Linked DNA regions of Rattus norvegicus: region 2 is linked to region 1. Evidence: chromatin contacts called from public Hi-C data. All regions are on one chromosome and are shown on one strand. The core of a region is the stretch at or near the end of the contact, and the rest is flanking DNA. Distances in the headings are between cores, read along the strand shown.

Region 1 (5,188 bases), core at 982-3,481:
AAGCACTCTACCACTGAGCTAAATCCCCAACCCCAAGAGAGTTTCTTATACCTCAGGATATCCTCAAACTCAAACTCATGATCCTCCTACTTCTACTCCTCAGTGCTGAGATTACAAGTCTATGCCATCACCTTCAGTCCATTTATGTATTTATTTTACTCTTTCCCCTTGTAAACCAATGTCTCCAAGCTTCTGCTTCCTGTCCCTGACTTGGCTTGAGGCTTGAGTGTCTGCTAGACACAGGATATTCTCCATCTGGTTTCCTTGGTGGCTTCCGGCACCAGAGTTAAATCAGGCTAAGGTCTCTTGACCCCTACCTCTGTCTGACTTGTTTGGTCTGGTGCTTTGCTTGTTTGGGGAGTTTTTAAAATTAGGAGGAGTGAGGGGGACAGGGAAGGGTGGATCGACCCATGACACAACTTGGATGAGTCAGTTTTCTTCTTCCATTATGTGGGACCTAGGAATAGGGGTATGAATTTAGGTTGTCAGGATGGACAAATAAAGTGCCTTTTACCCACTGAGTCACCTCACAGGCTATTTCCTGGCTTTCAAAGACAAATCCCATAGTCCAGGCTGGCCTGACTCCAGATCTTCCTGCCTTTACCTCCCAAGTGTGGGATTTCAGGCAAGTACTGCTATGGCCCCTGCCCGCCTTCTCGCCTCATGTGGAATCGGACAGACTCTATTAATACACCTTAGATAGCTTCTCAGAGCCACCCTTTTTGATAGTTACCAAACCCATTGCTCAGGCTACCGCTATACTTAGTGTGGTTTGAAAGGAAACAAGAGGGTATGTAGTGCAGTTGTCAGAGTGCTTATCTTTCATGCAGGAAGTTCTGGTTTTGATTCCTAACTCCTTCCTAATAGAGGGGGGGGGGCTGGGAAGGAGGGAGAAGCCTCAATACTACATAAAATTGGTGTATATGCTTTAATATTTTGATGTGTGTTTCATCACGTTGTTTTCTTTGGTAAGGTGGAGGACTTCACGATGTGTATTTCAAAGCATGCTAAAGTCTATAGGCTTCTCCAGGCTTCCCACGCTGGGTACAGGGCAACCAGCCAGCAAAGAGTGAGAGCTCTTCGTGGGTGTGACCCATTCTTTCTAGGCAAAGCTGACAAGCTGCACGTGGGTGTTACCCCATGCTCTCTGCCCAGGCCAGGCTGGGGGAATAACCACTCCTCCGCAAGACGGGCCCCAGACACCGTCTGTGTAGCTCCCCCCCCCACACACACACACACACTTGTGGAATGCACACAGATTTTATATCAAATCCACATGGGGTGCCGGTGCAGCACGAAAGAGCTTGACCAGGCTGACAGCACGCCCAGGCTCTGCCAGAACTGGGGGGTTCAAGAGAGCTAAAAGGTCATAAAGTCCCGCTCCTCATCTGAGGCCCCTGGGTGATACCCTCAGCCACAGGAAATTGTATCACCAGGGCGCCCTGCGTCCCCAATCCTGACCTCTGTACTCTGAAACCAGCCCAACTAAGAGAGCAGAATCTCTGCCAAGACAGAGTCAGAACAAAACCCACGCACACAGATGCTGGGGCTGTCCACGGAACTCTGGGGCTGAGCAAGGGGGTTCCTCTGTCCTTTCCAGCTCGCCATCGGCGGAGTCCCTAGGCACAGGATACAACCCAACTCTGGGCCATTGCGCTGTGGGGTACTAGGACCTACCCCAGAAGGAAGGCAGAATCGAGAAGGAAAACTCTACCGGAGGTCTCCAGGTCCAGGCAGGGCGCACGAGGAGATTTTTGGATCCCCGAGGCAGATGCCATCCTAGACTTCGAGTGTTACTGGGGGTGACAGGCGGCAATGCGATCCTCTAGATGCGCAGACCCAACGGAGAGCCCCGCACCCGGACAGCTAGCGCTCGGGTCCCCGAGGGCGACGCCCAGGTCCCACATCTGTCTTTCTGGACTGGCGCCCCCAGCATACCCTGGCCTTCCTCTCCACCCGGCCCCAACTCACATAGACCGACGTGATGTCCGAACGATCATAGAAGCTCAGTTCTCCGATCAGTTCCAGGGAGGGGGACACCACGTCGTCCCCGGCCTCCAGCTCTAGGTCCCCCTGCCCAGGGCCGAAGGGGAAAAGCTCCTGGCGGCTCAGACAGCCTGCCGGCCCCGCCAGCAGCAGCAACTGCAGCAGCGCCCACGTCCACATCTCCCAACTCCAGCCGCTCGCGTCCAGCATGTTTCCCAACTATGGTCCCGCAATCCTGGCGGTTTAGCAGCTCAGGCGGAGGAGGCGGAGATGTAACCCTACGCCCCTCCGCAATCCCTCCTCACCTCCCGCCTCCCCTCGTCCCCACCCCTGGAAATGGGGAGGGGAACGGAGGGGCTAAGGGCAGGGCCCGCCCACTCCACCCGCCCTGTCTACCAATGGCAGCAAGTAGGAGGAAGAGGGGCGACACCGAGGTCCCCCGCGCAGCAGTGGGCGTTGGCTCCTTGCATTCCGGATCCTACCCGACGGTGGGCTCCTATCCAGAAAGAAGGAATTCTGCAACAGCATTATGCAGTTAGGCAAGTTCCTGGAGAGCAGGCAACCAGGAAACAAACACTCTGGGGCCTGGGACAGAGCCCACCCTCGAAAGGAGACTGAGCGGATGCTGGAATTGAGCAAAAGGCCTAACAAATGTGTGGGACTTTACTCATCCAATCACTGATTGAGCATTTTTCGAGTTCCTGATTCTGGCTTCCTTAAGTTATAGAATTCCGCTGAAAACAAGAACCCACACCTGCCAAAGCCACAAAGACACAATTCAAATTCAGATTTCCTTGGACTCCAGGCAATAAAAAACAGTTTGGGACTGGAGTAATTGACCAGAGAAAGCTTCTGTGTGGCATGCTGGGAATCAAAGCAGGTCTTCTGGAAGCCTTGCAGTTTCATCGGAGGCTAGAGAAAGGTGGGAACAGGGTGGGTTCCAGGGACCTCATTATCTCTCCTCGCAGAAAAATTGGGAGGGATGATCCAAGAAAAGTTGAATAACAAATCTGAGAATCTGAGCTCCCCTAAAGACTCAGAGAATCCTGGACAATCCTAGATAAAGAGAACTTTTAAGTGATATTTCCAATCAGCTGCTGATCATTAATGTGGCACCTTAAGTGAAAATATAGAGAGAAACCACTGGAACAACCTTGCTGGGGACTGGGGGTGACCCGTAAGAAGGGAAGAGGTTGAGATGGAGAGAAAATTAATTGATATCGCTGTGTGAGAGAAAGAATGAAACCTAGAAGAAATGAAGTTAAAGTTGAATTTAAAGTTGAATTCCACCGGAAGGCTGGAAAACTAGTGCTGGCTTTGAAAGCAAGGGAAGAGGATGCTGGGGTGTGGGCTATCTGACCCTTGACTCAGAGGGGCCAACAGGATGCCCCTGTTTCCTCTCAGCGGCTGACAGTAAAGGCCTGGAACCTCCATTAGTTCTCCTAATATACAGAAAATCATGTGGGATGGGGCTGAGTAGTGAGCCTTGGACCAGCAAAATCATGAAGAGGCCAATGGAATACAGCTTCTGAGCACGAAGTTATCGATCTATGGGGGTGGCCTTTCATTTGAGCTCTTGAGAGGTCAGAATAACAGGTTCTATAGGCACTCAGTGTTCCATGTTCAGGTTTTCCTCTTAGGTTATCAATAACAGGTCCTTCTGCTGGCATGTCCAACACTTTACCCAGCTATCTCTCCAGTTCTGGATATGCATGGAACGCACATGTACACACGAGTGTACACACACACACAGAGAGAGAGAGAGAGAGAGAGAGAGAGAGAGAGAGAGAGAGAGAGAGAGAGAGAGAGAGAGAAGCGCATGGGAATGAAACCCAGGGCTTCACACATGGCAAGCCCCTCAACCGCTGCATGGATTTGAACCCTCTACACTAAGTTGCATCTGTGCTACTACATTCTCCCCCTTGCTCAAGACTTGTCAGATCTACTGTGCAGTTCTCATGCCTTCCGTATGCCGAAGTGTACTTCCTAGCTTCCCGACAACCCCATTCTATCTGCTCAATATCTGCTGATACCTAAGATCCTAGGCCTTGGTTTGGCTTGTTTCAGTCACTGAGAACTTTGTGCAGAGGCTTGGGTTCCCCAGCATAGAATATTCATGGACCTCCTACAGCACCGGGACCCAGCAGAGGCCAAGAAACTAAGCTACCAGCCATTTCCCACCTGCGACTTTTCTTTTTCTGTCAATCCTCATCCCAAACTGGGCTGTCCTGAAGCTGTGGTCAGTGCCTGGAATGCTTATCCCTCTCACAGATTCTCTCCCTTTTTGGTACTCAGACAGCTGCTGAAACTCCTATTGGCTGGTGGAATTTTTCTTGGTGACTGTAGGAGTAGAGCCTGCCTCCTCCTCCACCCTCCTACCCCCCCTTTACTAGCTGCACAAGAGTGGCAAGAGTGCAAAGTTTCTGTATCCCTATCATTTGATTGGGATATTCACGGGGACAATTGAGGAATTGTTATGAGGGTGAGATAAGGTGGTCCCTGAAATTAGACAAAGCACATAATCCAGTTAACGCAAAGCCTCCGTTATTATCTGAACATGTTGTTTTCCTGATGTTGATTAGCTCAGCATCTCCCCCGAGAAGGTATCAGGTGAGTCCGATACTGTAGCCATGAATACATAATCCCTTTTTTTTTTTTTTTTTTTTTTGAGAAACTGGCAATAACCTGGGGAAAGAAGGGCAAGATAATGGCCCAGCATTGTATACAAAAAGTGAGTGAAGACACTGCTTGTGGGATACTTGGCTTCTACTTGGTGCTCTCTGGAGCCAAGTGAATTTGGGGAGCTACGTTTTTAGGGAGAAGATAATTTATCGCACACAGCTAGGGAAAGAGCAAGGGCTTAAGCCTTGCTTTGTTTAACCCCAAAACTGATATCTTGCCAAGGTTTCTGTAACCTAAACAGAGCCCTTAGTCTCTACACGGTAGATGCAGATGCATTTGGTCCGGTGTTTATAGCTAACAGCCACACTTTGTGTGTGTTTATGGTTCCTTACTTTGTCAGCCTGTACTGTAAACTGGCTGTCACTATTTAGAGCTCTGAATTCACTTCACATTGCCCAGTCGCTGGGAGACACGATTCTGCTGCTGAGTGTCCCACCAGGACACAGTGGTGCGTGTCCCCTGTTCCTTCCGCAGTTATGCTTTCAGATATTTCTCAGAGTCTGCTTCATAAACTGTGCTC
Region 2 (5,229 bases), core at 556-3,055, 69 kb before region 1:
AGAGATTTTCCCATTACTGAGCTAAGGGTAATTGTTTTAGGGAAGGTTAAGGGAAAGTTGTGAGGGCTCAAGCTAGGCTAGAGCTGAGCCTAGTGGTCACACCACTAAAAGACACCTTTCAGTCTGAATCAAGTCACTTCCAGTAGGGTGTTACTGTGAAATACTTGAAGAGGGAGCAAGGAATTCTTGAGATCATTTCCGTTCAATGCAGTCAACTCCCAAGGTGTTGTCAGGACATCGGCAGGTCCTGCTCCCTGGAGTTGGCAAGCAGAGGTGGGTACAGCCACCATTATTCACTGAGCAGTAATTGTGGCCTGGAGAAGAATGAGATCAGCGTCATAGTCTTCCCTCTGACTGACTTTGTACCTACAGCACGCTCCCCATTAACCTCCTTGTGGGCTCAAGGGGCCACGTTGAGCTGCTGTTGGTTTCTTTAAGACAGGCACAAACATAAGACAGGCATTTCTGATTTAGAAGTTTGTGGTTAATCTTGATTGTCAACTTGGTAGAATCACATCAGAAATGCACCTCTGGGTATGTCTGTTAGGAGGTTCTAGATTGAGCTAATTGAGGTGGGAAAAATCCAGGAATCCTTCAGGAAGGGATATCCAGGATATGCAGGCTAGGATACCTACAGGAAGGAGCCCATGGGTGTACTTAGGCCACCATGATTCTCTTAGGGATTCTGGGTGTTGACCCCTATGCAGCAGCATGGATGTTACCTTGGGGACACTGGGACAGGGCAATGGTGATTCCATAGAGCCGGGTATGCTTATGTGGGTGGAAGGCATCCATCTCTTTGGATACAGCAAGGTCCATGGCAATCACCGAGTTCCTGCAAAGCACCAAAGCACAGAGTGAACACGCCTCTGTTGGCTTGAACTGTTCTCAGTGGAGTTAGGCAGCCTCTTCTGTGGCTTGAAAGAGTAAGGGATATGGTGGTCTTGTTCTCTGTGTATCCCTTCCTCCATCCCCCTGGGCTGGGTCAAGCTTGTAGTTTACTGGCTTTTTAAAATAAGGGTCAAAACAATTGATCCTCTCCCCCCTGCTCTAAATTCCAGTTGACCTATAGGCTCTCTTAGTCAGCTACCTCCCTGGTGTGACCCTCCCTTTGAAGAAGGTCTGGTCCAGAAAAAGCTATGAAAATACTGCAATTTAAAAACACACTGATGGGCTGGAGAGATGGCTCAGTGGTTAGGAGCACTGACTGCTCTTCTGGAAGTCCTGAGTTCAAATCCCAGCAACCACATGGTGGCTCACAACCGTCTGTAATGGTATCTGATGCCCTCTTCTGGTATGTCTGAAGACAGCACAGTGTACTCTTATAAATAAAATAAAATAAAAAACACTGATATAGAGGTATGACATAATCAAGGATCTGTTCAGCCATGTGACATCTGGTGGCTCCTGGAGAAAGAACAGGCATGCTCAGGAAGTCCCAGGTTTGGGTATGATAAATGGTACCCCTCTGAGATTAGACAGCCCTCTTCCTCTACCCTCCTCTATATCTGATAGCCAGGGATCACTGGAGGGTCAAAGGTCAGAGCAAGAGGCAAGAGGCAAAGACCTCCACAGAGACTAAGGGAAGGACATAGTTTGGCCTAGCCATCATGACAGCAGCCTACATACGTCTTCCAATCTGTATAGTACAAATTCTTCCCATAGCTCGTCACGGCGAAAGGATACTGGAGCCCTTCGAGAACCTTACGTCTGCTGGGTTGAGCTGGGTTCAGGCATTCTGCCCTATGGGTGCCTGTGTGAAGCAAACACAAGTTGGTCATTGTTCATGCAAGAAATGAGCCCTTTGTGTCAGAATACAGGAGTCCGAATGACAAGGATGGGGGAGTTCAGTGTTGCAGTGGCATGTCCTGGAGTACACAGAGGGCTGGCTCGTCAGCACTGGCATTCCGCCTCCGTTTTGTCTTTTCCCTTTCACCAGCCTACACCCACCTGAGTTCCAGCACCCACACCTGGCCCTACTGAGGAGAGGTGAGCCAGGACAGAGAAGCCACAGCCTGTGGTGGCCTTCCCAGCCCTTTGTCTCAGGAGAGACCCTGCTATCTTCTGGCTTTTGCTCAAGTCCCTCCCTTCTTTTTTTTTTTTTTTTTTCTCTGTGGCCTGGCTGCCAGGTTTTTTTGTTTTTTTTTTTTTTTTTTTGGTTCTTTTTTTCAGAGCTGGGGACCGAACCCAGGGCCTTGCGCTTCCTAGGCAAGCGCTCTACCACTGAGCTAAATCCCCAGCCCCAAGTCCCTCCCTTCTAAGAATCTCCAGACCCTTTCTCCCCACAGTTGGGGCACTGAAGAACTCTGACTGATTAGCATGGGAGTGGCCTGACACTAATGCCTGCATTGATGGCTATCATAGTCTTCTATAAATATGTAAGCATTCATACCCTACGTTTTGTACTATTTAGTTGTGGGACAGAGAAGGTACTCAGCCATAGACTTTCACAGGGAGAGATGATGGGTGGTCATCAGTGATAAGCATCTTTCTCCCCATCTCATCTCAAGCCTGCACAGCTGAAGCAGGGCCACATGAGGTACTCTATGCCGGATGCACTAGTACCTCTGAACATATAGCATATATTCAATACTCAGTAACCTCCCACCAAAATAGGAGTCAGCCATTTTTTATTGAACCATGTAGCAATTATTTCAGGTTCTGTAGGCTTAAAAGCAGAAGCAAGCATGATACCAGGTATTTAACCCTTAAAATGGTAACATTTAACAATGTAAAATTTGTTCTGAGCTTATTCGCTAGATAGAAAGAGGCGATGGGTAAGATTTGCCAACTGTAGATCAAGAAGAACAAGACAATGAAGAACTATGTGTAGACGATCTCAAGCTTCCTGTTACCTGCATCCACCCAGCAGAGCTGAGATGAGAACGCATCAAAGGTCAGACCATTGGGCAAGCCCAGGTTGTCCTGTGCGAGAATCCTCCGGTTGGTGCCATCCATGTGAGAAGTCTCAATTTTGGGATTATCTCTGTTCCAATCTGTCCAATAAAGGTTCCTGGAGGAGGTATCAGGGTGGAAAGAAGAAGCAAGATCCTGAAAACACTTTAAAAGGACCAGGTAGGAAGTGATCAGCAGACAAGAAAACGATACAGCTAAGTGAGATCCCGGGAGGCTAAGGTGGATTCTAGGGTTACTTTGGTTCTTTGTTCAAACTCGGTTATATGTTACTAACAAATTTCCTTTAATATTTCCTCTAGCATATCTTGAAAAAAACTCAGTGGGCAAAGTGAGGACCTGGGTTCAATTCCCAGCACCATATTCAAAACAAAACAAAAAGCTGAGTGTGGTGACTGAGAATTGTGATCCCAGTGCTGGGGAGAAGGAAGCAGGTGGATCACTGGGTCTCTCTGGCTAGATAGCCTGTACTACTTGGGGAGGTAGAGGCCAAGGAGATATCCTGCTCAAAACAAGGTGGACATTGACTGAGAATGATACACAAGGTTTTTTTGTTTTTTTGTTTTTTTGTTTTTTTTACCAAATACACATACAGACACGTAAACGTCAGGCCAGACATAACAAACAGTAATTCCTTGAGCGATAAACTTATGCAGGAGGACACAGTGCAGCAATGTGATTTGACTAAAGCAAGATTCAAATACCAGCAGAGAGTGGTAGAGATTGTCTGGTGTGTAAGGGGTAGCTGAATGGCCTCAACACAAGAGATATCATCTCTAAGGAAACAGTCTCCAGGAGTTGGGGCCTGGGATGTAAGCTTGCCATAGGGAGAAAAGAGAGAAAGCTGCAATGGGCTGAAAAATCCCTCAGGAAGGCGATTCCAGGATGCTCAAGCCACAGCTGCTCCAACAAGGAGTGCTGGGGACATGGTTAGGCCAACCCAACACAATCTACAACATTCTTGCAATCTGAGTATTAGTTGACATTCAACCTATCTAGAAACCACTTGATTTCTGAGCTGTCATCCTACAATTCTTGACAGAATTGTGAAACTGGAACATGGCAAGGTGTCCTAAGTATGTCAGCATCTCATTAGCTTGTAGACTTTTCATCTTGCACAGACAAAACACCTCAAGAGGGTAAGGCTGGCATCAGAGACAATCCAAAAAGCCAGAGACTAAAAACAAAAACTCCAGACACGTGTAGGCTAACATACCCTCGTACAGAGTCTGTCACAATGCCTCTGGGATTCACCAAACCCGTGTCAAACAGCACTCGGCGCTGGGTGCCATCCATCTTTGCAACTTCTATTCGATCCAGGTGAGAGTCCGTCCAGAAGATAGTTCGGCCAAGATGGTCAAGAGCGATGCCTTCAGGGCTTCCAAGATCTGGAAGGAAAGAAACATTGAGTCATATCCCAACCTAAGAGTTCTCTGATTATTAAGTTGTCTTAGATATGGTGGTCAAACCTTAAGAAACCAAATGGGAATGTGAAATTCTTACTGTTATAAGATGATCAATTTCCCAAGTGAGAAATTCAACCATCCTCACCCATGCACTGGGAACCAGGAGAGTTACTATGACAAAGATATAGCCCTGTCCATTAAGAAGCCCACATCCAACGACCATTCAAACTGAGTTCTAGTTTCTATGGGCAGATTCAGATACAGAATCAGCTTGAGTTTACCAGGGAAGGGTTCTGGGGAAGTGGAAGCTAGTTCCTAAAGGACCAATGAGAGTTTATCGGATAAGGATCTTGCATAAGTATTCGAAGGTATAAAGAAGACTGCAAGTGGCTTGAGGTGGGCTGTGATTAATTTTATTTGGCCAGAGACCATGAAATGAGGGAGTAGCCCTCGGTGGAATGAGGATGGAGGTAAAGAAGCCAGAGCTTATCTATGACAAACAGTAGACATGTAGTCTTAAGCGAGGGTGGAACGGTAGGTACATCCTTCTTCTTCTTTAGCAATTACTGGACAGGGAGGCATTTCAGGAAATGATATTGCTAATCATACTCTTAGTACCTGAATACAAATATAAAGGGTAAAAGGAAGGTGTTTGGTGATTACAAATTATACTTCCCACTTGAGGGGTTGTTTAGCTTGGCTAGAATATAAGTAGGAAGGGAACCAGCCTCTGCTACCCAAGGCATCAGGCATTTGAGAAAGTCAGCCCTGCACCCTCTCATCCATATACAAGCAAGTCAGCCTCTCATCTCAGTCTTTCCTAGAACAGAGAATGGTGTAGGGACTGCAAAGTTTCTGTCAGAGACTATGGAGATGGTTCAGTTGGTAAAGCATTTGCTGTGCAAGCATG

Evidence for each region. A called contact is a pair of places that touch in the nucleus more often than the background predicts.
Region 2: a contact with region 1 is called in a Hi-C map of Schwann cells, with 2.7 times the contacts expected there. The contact joins the enhancer-like site here to the promoter of Nid1 in region 1. A contact is called at or near these places in 2 of 12 Hi-C or Micro-C datasets (Schwann cells and hepatocytes).

The regions. Positions count from the first base shown.
Region 1 is chr17:93,066,329-93,071,516 of GRCr8, reverse strand. It overlaps Nid1 (nidogen 1), which reads right to left and starts at 2,231. Exons shown (of 20, transcript NM_001398520.1): 1 at 1,972-2,231. The coding sequence starts at 2,196.
Region 2 is chr17:93,135,282-93,140,510 of GRCr8, reverse strand. Nid1 (nidogen 1) reads right to left here. Exons shown (of 20, transcript NM_001398520.1): 16 at 4,130-4,301; 17 at 2,856-3,013; 18 at 1,630-1,753; 19 at 723-835; 20 at 1-314. The coding sequence ends at 193. Among named protein-coding and RNA genes, the nearest start is that of Nid1, 69 kb to the right of the region's middle. Within about 2 kb of position 1,805, at least 37 of the 93 cell types and tissues checked have an H3K27ac peak or open chromatin away from gene starts, as enhancers often do. A contact at or near this core is called in Schwann cells, where this site is marked.